Regions from separate parts of the Drosophila melanogaster genome. Here region 1 is linked to region 2. Evidence: chromatin contacts called from public Hi-C data. All regions are on one chromosome and are shown on one strand. The core of a region is the stretch at or near the end of the contact, and the rest is flanking DNA. Distances in the headings are between cores, read along the strand shown. Region 1 holds the start of CG32246. Region 2 holds the start of CG11357.

Region 1 (3,971 bases), core at 1,295-3,794, 79 kb after region 2:
TAAAATAATAGATGTAGCATGCCACCCGAATTAGTTTGCTTGCATATGGCCATCAAAAACGGAATAAATACGTAGAGAAATTTATTTCTCGGTCCAATGCATCGACAAAGGAATATTCGGTCGGTGGGAGAAGTAAAAACTCAATTTATGAAGCTGGAGCGAAGTCAATGAAAAATGCGATTGGAATGCCAGAAATGTTTGGCTTCACCTGGTCAGCAGAGCAGCCAAATTGCTCACCTCCGTCGCTCCGTTTGTGCGCCTGTGCGTTTTTGTTGTTTTGTTGCTGCACGGCTGGCTGTGTTGCATGGTTTATGTGCTCTAATTGGAGTAACAGAGCCGAAAACTTTTTGCCACTGAATGCCTGCCGCCCATAAAAGCAGCTTTATGAAAATCGATAAAATCGAAAACTAGCCAACACAACAGGGCCACAGAAGCTGAAATAGAAAGAGCAATACAACCACCAACCAAAGCTCCACACAATCGAATCCATGGAAAAGAAGTGAGAACGATACGAGTCTGGTGACGAAGTTTGGAATACCCTAACCAGGTTGTACTTTAGTACCAGGTACTAAACTAAGCTGGGCTAGATATGAGATATTATCAGCTGGATTGCTTATAAAGTACTCTCACGATATATATTTGTATCTTTCAATTATGTGTAATGGGATCATTAGAACTTCGTAGGATGTTCAGAACATCGTACTTCGATAACATTCGACAACATTTGATAACTTCGATAACATTCCACGATTATTATATTACACTAAAATATTCTCTTATAATCATCATACCCTCTTCCAAGGGCACAAAAACAGTCCGCCTGAGTCCGGAAATGTGTGCGGCGGTACGTGGTTCTGGGCATGGGCCAGGAGCACGCGTCATCGTCGCGGCCGCTCAATGGCAAGGCGAACAGGACGTGGTGTGGCGATGGGCGGCGGAAGGTGAGGAGGACGCCGAGGGAACGGAACGGAAGGCCGGAACAAAGCTCGCCGAGTGCGAGAGCGAAAAAAAAACCACCACCGATGCAAAAGTTGGCGGCGGTTTATGGGATGAAACAATGTTTTGTTGCCCACCGGATGTTCGGCGAAGGTAAGCGGTGAAGTGTGCGTGTGTGGTAAGTGGGGAGTTGGCTCAAACCGAAGCTGCATGCAGACAGATAGGGAGAGATATATGGGCAGAGAGAGAAAGAGAGAGCGAGGGAGAAATATAGAGGAGCTCAACAGGACACAACAATGCAAATGTTTGCAGTGTCCACAGAGAAAATATTGCACGAAACTCCCTTTAATTTGTGCTAATTATACTCCCAGTGATCACTTGAAAAAAAAAAGTTCTCAAAGGAATCGCTTATTTATTCTCTAAAGACAAATCAGCATAAAAGCTGGCAATTGAATTGAGTAAGCCTACACAAATTTCTCTCAGTGCTCACACATATCCCATCGCTTCAGGTTCCATTTGCGAACGGGTGTGTGTTTCCAAATGGATCCTCATTCTCATCCACATGGACTCGATTTTCACGTTGATTTCGCCCCGTTGCAAGCATGCGAGTGTTTTATAGCCAACGACCTGTGCTAATCCCATAAATCTAATTGGCCCCGGGCCTCGCTCCACTCCTGGCCAGCTTTTGGGTTAGGCGGTCACACACACACACACACACAGGCCGAAATGGCAAACAAACAAAAAAAAAGTGGGGACGGAGCAACATCCTCTGCCATGTCCATGTCCATTTCCATGTCCGTGTCCAGTTCCCGTTCGAAATACGCTCTCTTCGCCCGTTGGAAATTGCGCCTGAAGCTTTGACCATTAAATGTGACTGCAAACTTTTCTTTTGCCAGCAAAAACTTAGCGACATAAATTAGAACTTTAGCTGGGAGCAGCTAACCCAAGCATTTATCCCCCCGCAGGTGGCAGAGCTCCAATAAAGTGGCGCTCGCTGAATAAAAACAATTGCAAAATGCAATGTTGTGCCTGCAGCGGCAACAACTTTATTTTTAGATGCACTTAGTCCTGGCTGACTTGTCCACCTGAATGGCAAAAAATAAAACGTAAGCAACAGCTATTCTGAAAAATATTTCACCAGGGAATTGAAGCTTGACATACTTAAATAAATTAGTGGTAATAGATAGCAGAACATTTGAACATATATTACAATAAAATTTATAGAATCATATAAAAACAATTTATTAGATGGCTACTATTCACTTTCAAAAGTTCATGCTTGAAAACGAAGACTTAATGTTTTGAATTAGTTTGGTAAATTAGAGACACAAGTTTCAATACACTTCCTTTCTGCCGTTACCAAATCGCTGCCTTGATTATGGCTAGCCCTCGTAAGGGTATATAGAGAGGAAAACTTTAAATTGGCATAAAAACTTTTGAACTTTTACGAAATAGGGACAACAGGGGGTCTACAATGGGCGTAAGTTAGGTCAACGGCAGCCCATTAAATAGATTGATGACCAGGCCAACCGACTTGGGAACTATGTCAATTGAGACAGTAAATTGACGGAAAGAAGGTTAAAAGTTGCAGCTCAGTAGTCGTAGTATATAGAATCAACTATTCACCAAATCAAATCAAAATCCATACGCAAATATGTGGAAGGTGAAGTTGCCCCAATATTATCAGTTGCTACCCCTTAAGATCAAGAAGATATTGCTATATCGGTTCCTATTTGCCACATTACTCTGCTCATGGCTGGACTATCAGATGCTGACGATTTTCGTAGCCATCAATTTGTTCGAGGTGATGCGTCCACTGGTTTCCGTCACTGAAATCCTGAGATGGACTCTGTTTTCGGTGTATTCCTCGGTACTAATGTTGCTCATACGAGTGAGCACGATGGGATTTGGTTTGGTATTGTGCCACATACATTATAACAATCCCCGATGCTTCAAAAATAACATTTTAAGAATAACCTACGAGTTTCCTATAAGGCTTGGGCTGATTGCATCGATACTCTCTATAACCATGACTACCAGCTGGCTTTATGCATCCTTTGTGGACTTGAACAATGGGAATTACTTGCTAGGAGGATCCTGGTATTACCTCATGACCTTTGGCTGCTTTTGTGGTATTTCCTATTACCATAAGAGTCAGGGAAGATGCCTTCGAAGATTCCCATTACCCATTGTGCATTTGGACATAAAGAAGTGTCTGCTTCAAATGTGGTGTCACCAATTAAAGACTTCTGCTAAAGCAGCTATCGTTCCAACTTTATTATTTACCGTCATCTACTGGCCAACCATGGGTTTCCTGGACACTACCGAATTAGGCGGAGTGACCATTGGATGTTGTGTTATTATAACGCAACCTCAAAGACTTTTTCAAGCTTGGTTACTAGCCACACTGATCCTGTTCAAACTAAATATCGTTCCGAAATTTTATGGCCTGGTTTTGCAGCGAAAACTATCACTGATTTGTGATTTAAGAGCACTGCACAAGTGTACAGGTATCAATCTATTTAATCTGATATGGGACCGCTTTCAATACTTTTTCTGCACAATGCGTATGAAACCAATGCCCAAGGATATGCAACGCTATACATTTTCAATACCAGTAGCAATGGCTCTGGACACTACGGAAATCTATGGATTTCAATTGCTGGCAGCCCGTGATTTTTATGCCGCCATGTCGGGTAGCTTGTACCTTGATTTGTTTAAAATGGAAATTGGTCTAGGAAATCGAAATTGGAGAGAGTTACGCGACATTATACTGGAAATGGTAGATGCATTTCTAGCCCGGATGGATTCCTGTTTGGAGCCGGCTACGCCCATTAAGATCTGTCATTTGCTAAAGAACAATAAACCCAAGTGTCCTCAAATTCGTTTATTGGTAAAACCGACTCCTCCGCCAAAACGTTTTTGTGTCCACAGCATACGGAAAGGTTTATGGTTTCGATTGCCAATTGTATCGCAGTACTATAGCTACTTGTACGACCTAGATCCTCTGGCCAATCTAAATCATGTGCTGCTGT
Region 2 (4,206 bases), core at 472-2,971:
AGTCGAAAACCTCTTCAGGATAAACCAGAAATGGAACTGAATGTATGATGATTTTTCTAAGTTTATTAGTCACACTGGATGCTTTTTTCAACGATTCGGGTGTTATTGGTATATCTTTCTTATTTGGGTGCCATATCTGAGTGGTAGTATACGTTTTTAGCTCAACGCGACCATCGGTTTGCTTGTAAACTCCAAGATACGGGGTGACCATTAGACCTGCGGCAAACCCCGTATGGGTCACAAATCGGTTCCAGGAATCAGACATTGAGTACTGTGACACATATGACATGCAACAGTCAATGTTGCTGGAATGTCCAGTTTCATCTTGTACAAATAAAAAAATATAATACATTTCTCGATTTACTTATAACTATCGAGCTTACCCACGCATCGTCGGCATCGAAACACCGGATACAGGCGCCAGGATCTACTTTCTTCGGCCAGCTTGGGATCATATACATTATTGACAACCATCACAAAAAATAAAGACGTGAGTGACTGCCCTTTGGAGTATTTTCCTGATATGAGAAAGTAGATAACATAATGACGCTTATTTGGAATATATTATTAATTTTACTATAACTATAACTCACTATAACTCCAGATCGCATGAAACATGTTAGAATCGAAATTCAGCAGAGACAGCTTTGCCTTCAATATGTTTTCTTGACCCGACGATATTCTGCAAACCTTGAGCTTTATAATTTGCAATTTTTTCGGATGAATCCTACTTACAGATCCCAGGTTATATCGTTGCCATGGCCCAGGATGTCGGCAAACTTTTGCTGCACTTCTCTGACTGTGGGAACTAAGTTTCCGTCCCCTTTTGGAGCACTCATTTTTGCAAACTTTTATTCCTGCTTATTTCTAGAACTTCTTCTGTTGCACGTAGAAGATGGAAGTTGCAACAAAAGGCGGCTATCGATAGTCAGTGCTGACGAACTGTCACTATCTAAGTAATATGATGTATTTACCAGTCATATTAGGGATATTTGTAATTTAAATAAACATTAAATAAAACACTTATCAAAATGTATATCTCTTAATGTTTATGATCACCCCAATATTGTTTACATTCGACTGTTTGTAAATAATTAGGTTTCATAAAAGGCATTATTACTCAACGAATTAAATATTATTCTAATTTTTGTTATTAAGTAATTAAGTAATTACAAAATTTAGTTGGCTGATAACGATATTAGTGCAATTTAAAAAGTTAAAATCTTAATGTTAAGTTAAAATAGGTTTCCTATCGGTTGAATCAATTATCATTGCGTTTCTTCGTAATTTACAACTTACGAATGGCGACTGAGCCGATGCACTTTAATCGATAGCAATTTTGGCAGATGGATCTTGAAAATCTAGGCAAGCTAGATGAGAAAGCGATAGAAATGGTCACCCCAAATTTTAAACGCGTGTCGATGCTTGAGTTCCATCCCTATCTCCCGCTTTCAGTTAACATTCCAGTGGTGTATATAAAATCTTATGCCTGGGGTTTTTGAAATTTATACTTAAATAATATATATTAATACTGAACATGTTAATATTTTTAAATGTGTTTTGATACAAATATTGTTAAAAACTAGATTTCTTTAACTCTGAATATTCAAAAAGTTTTATGAAGCCAACTCCCCTTAACAGCCCTTCTTTACAACTAACAACAACGCCTCTGTTAAATATAACAGTGAATTTCGCCGCTTTAACAGCAACTGAGAGCGGCTAACAGTGCGAGAGAAATTCGAACGGGGCAGCAACAAAAAAGAAGAAAAAGACTGGTAATAACGCTACGCTTCTCAGTTACTCAGTTCCGAACGGGCAAAAAACAATTTAGCGCCCTCTGAAACGCTCTGTGTTTTATTTTCCACTTAAAATATTAAAAAAGTGCATAAAAATTGCACACGTCGCTGATAACTCGCTCGGTATACTTATTCTCTAAAATACTGTCTTTCAAATCAGTTGGAAAATATGACATGATAATAAGTGAACAATAGCCGCGCCGAGAATTTTTCGACGAGTGACGGCGGTTATTCCGTTTTTTATTCAGTTTTTCTTAAAAAACCCAAGCGCATAAACAATTAAAGTCGGACAACACCATCGTTAAATGAATTAAAAGTGAATAAAAGCGCTGTCAACGCCTTTTTGGGCAGCGAAAAAAGGAAAGAGAAATCCAGGCCCAGCATCCTTCAGCCTGCTTCTTCTTCTTCCTCTTCATCTCCTTTTGCATTTCTTTTCGCCGCGTCTGTATAGGTGTTCGTGTTGGTGTGGTTGTGTGCAAGCTTGAAAATTGTGTTAAGTTAAGTAAATTTATTCCAGCTGCCAACAACAAATTGATGCCAAAAATCTATACAAATTAAGTGCTGCGTGCGCGTGTGTGTTGAATTAGCACTCCCAATTGGTGTCTCTTTCGCTCTAACTCTGTTTTTGAACTGTTACCCAAAGCGATGGGTGTGTGTAAGTGTGCGTGAGTGCTTCACATGGAAATTAATTAAAAACGCACATTTGTTGCCATTTCCCTCGCTCTCCCGCAAGGATTCGACTGACTGGCTAATGAGGAAGCAGCCAGGCGAACAACCAGCAGGTGACTATTAATACATAAAAAAAAGCATAAAATGTATGAAATTAATTATGCGAGTGCTTGGATACTATCTCTCCAGATTTCGAGGGGTTTTGTCTTTTACTTTTGCTTATCAGCATCCATTGAACAGTATCCTATTGTTGTCATTGTTGCTGCGGGGAGGGACACTTGCTCTCTCGCTCACTCTCTTTCATGTGTGGGTAGCGTTTTTTTTTTTTGTTTTTTATATACGCATCTATCTCTTCTTTCGCTCTTTTCTTCGCCTTTAAGAGGCGTTGTTGTTGTGTGCTCTTCTTTTGTGCTTTTTTCCAACATGAATTTTCTTCGCTTTTTGTTAGCACGTCGCTGTCGCTGAGGACTGACCTTGAACAAGTTCAGGCACAGTGGCACGCATGCCTGTTTGTTGTCCTCCGTTTTGGCTCGTCTGCTCCTTTTCGCCTTTTTCAACTCGTTGTCCTTGGCCTGTCCCACTGTGCCGCCTCGCTCCGTCTCCCTCTTCCTATCTTTCTGTGCGCCTCGCTCCCGTCTGAATGTTTGCCCAAGACTGCGAGAGTGTTTACCTCATCACTTAGGTACAGTGGAAATCTCACTAGTTCCGATACACCGCTTATCAATAAAAAATAACCCATTTCTATATCAATTTTTCCTGATATCAATCAAGTCATATGTATTCAACTTATTACATATTCAATAGATTTGTTATCTGAAGAAGAAGTCGCTAAGAAGACCGTGTTCGAGTCCCACTAAGATAGCACCATATCTCTAAGGGCGATATTTTGGATCTAAATCGATTTTTGTGTGATTTTCGCTAATAGACATTTAACACGTGTACTTTAAATTAATGTTTAATTTATTGAGCACTATGGCTTATAAGGAATTACAATCATTCCGTTCAGTTTAAAGTTCATTGTTTGCATTGGCGCTTCAAATTTTCAATCACATGCTCGTTGGCGAAGCTCTGATTTTTAATTGCGCCAGCTTCCGCGAGAAGCTCTCGCTCTCTCTTTTTCCCACATTCATCTCCCCTCGATCGGCCGTCTCTGTCGAATGGGCTTTAACGCTTTTTTCAGTGGCGCAAAATAACGTTGTATACGCTTTGCTTGACTGTTTGTTTGCCTATCAGCTGCTGTCACCGCTTTTCACCCGTTTGCGCCTTCTGGCCCACTGATAACCGGCGGTGCGAGGCGTTAGACGTCGGCGGTGTTACTTTTATTGGTCCGTACAGTGACCCCGAGATTCTCCGCCGACGTAACGTCACGTCAACGTTTTCAGCTTTTTGCTTTCTCTTTTACTCCCCCTTGCCGCGCCGAAATTTTCGACACGTACGAACTGCTATTCATTATTAATACCCGAATTTCGAGCGATTTGCGATCCTAAACAGTACGTTTATGAAATAACATCCTTATGTCTCACAACTTAATCTTTCAACTGTTTTCTACTTCCTTTTGGGTTTCTCCACTCGACTTATTCATGCTTTTCTAAGATATGCGAAAAGTAATCTGCATGTAGCAAGTTTCACAGAATTTTGTGTATAAGCACACCAATCTTAATAATTTTAAGAAAATTGTATTTTGGTCTTTATCAATGTGCTAGTATCAGCTAGAATATAATACTCTAATACTCGAACATAA

The links. A called contact is a pair of places that touch in the nucleus more often than the background predicts.
Region 1: a contact with region 2 is called in a Hi-C map of the Kc167 cell line, with 5 times the contacts expected there. A contact is called at or near these places in 25 of 107 Hi-C or Micro-C datasets (the Clone 8 cell line, the D17-c3 cell line, the Kc167 cell line and 9 more) and 6 of 7 datasets of targeted methods (the Kc167 cell line and the S2 cell line).

The regions. Positions count from the first base shown.
Region 1 is chr3L:4,618,675-4,622,645 of dm6, forward strand. It overlaps CG32246, which reads left to right and starts at 2,545. Exons shown (of 1, transcript NM_168098.3): 1 at 2,545-3,971. The coding sequence starts at 2,591. The region is part of intron 2 of Src64B (Src oncogene at 64B); the gene reads right to left.
Region 2 is chr3L:4,540,330-4,544,535 of dm6, forward strand. CG11357 reads left to right here and starts at 1,722. Exons shown (of 4, transcript NM_001259697.2): 1 at 1,722-1,775; 2 at 2,314-2,578. CG32243 reads right to left here and starts at 915. Exons shown (of 6, transcript NM_168094.3): 1 at 736-915; 2 at 594-682; 3 at 384-518; 4 at 1-324. The coding sequence starts at 839.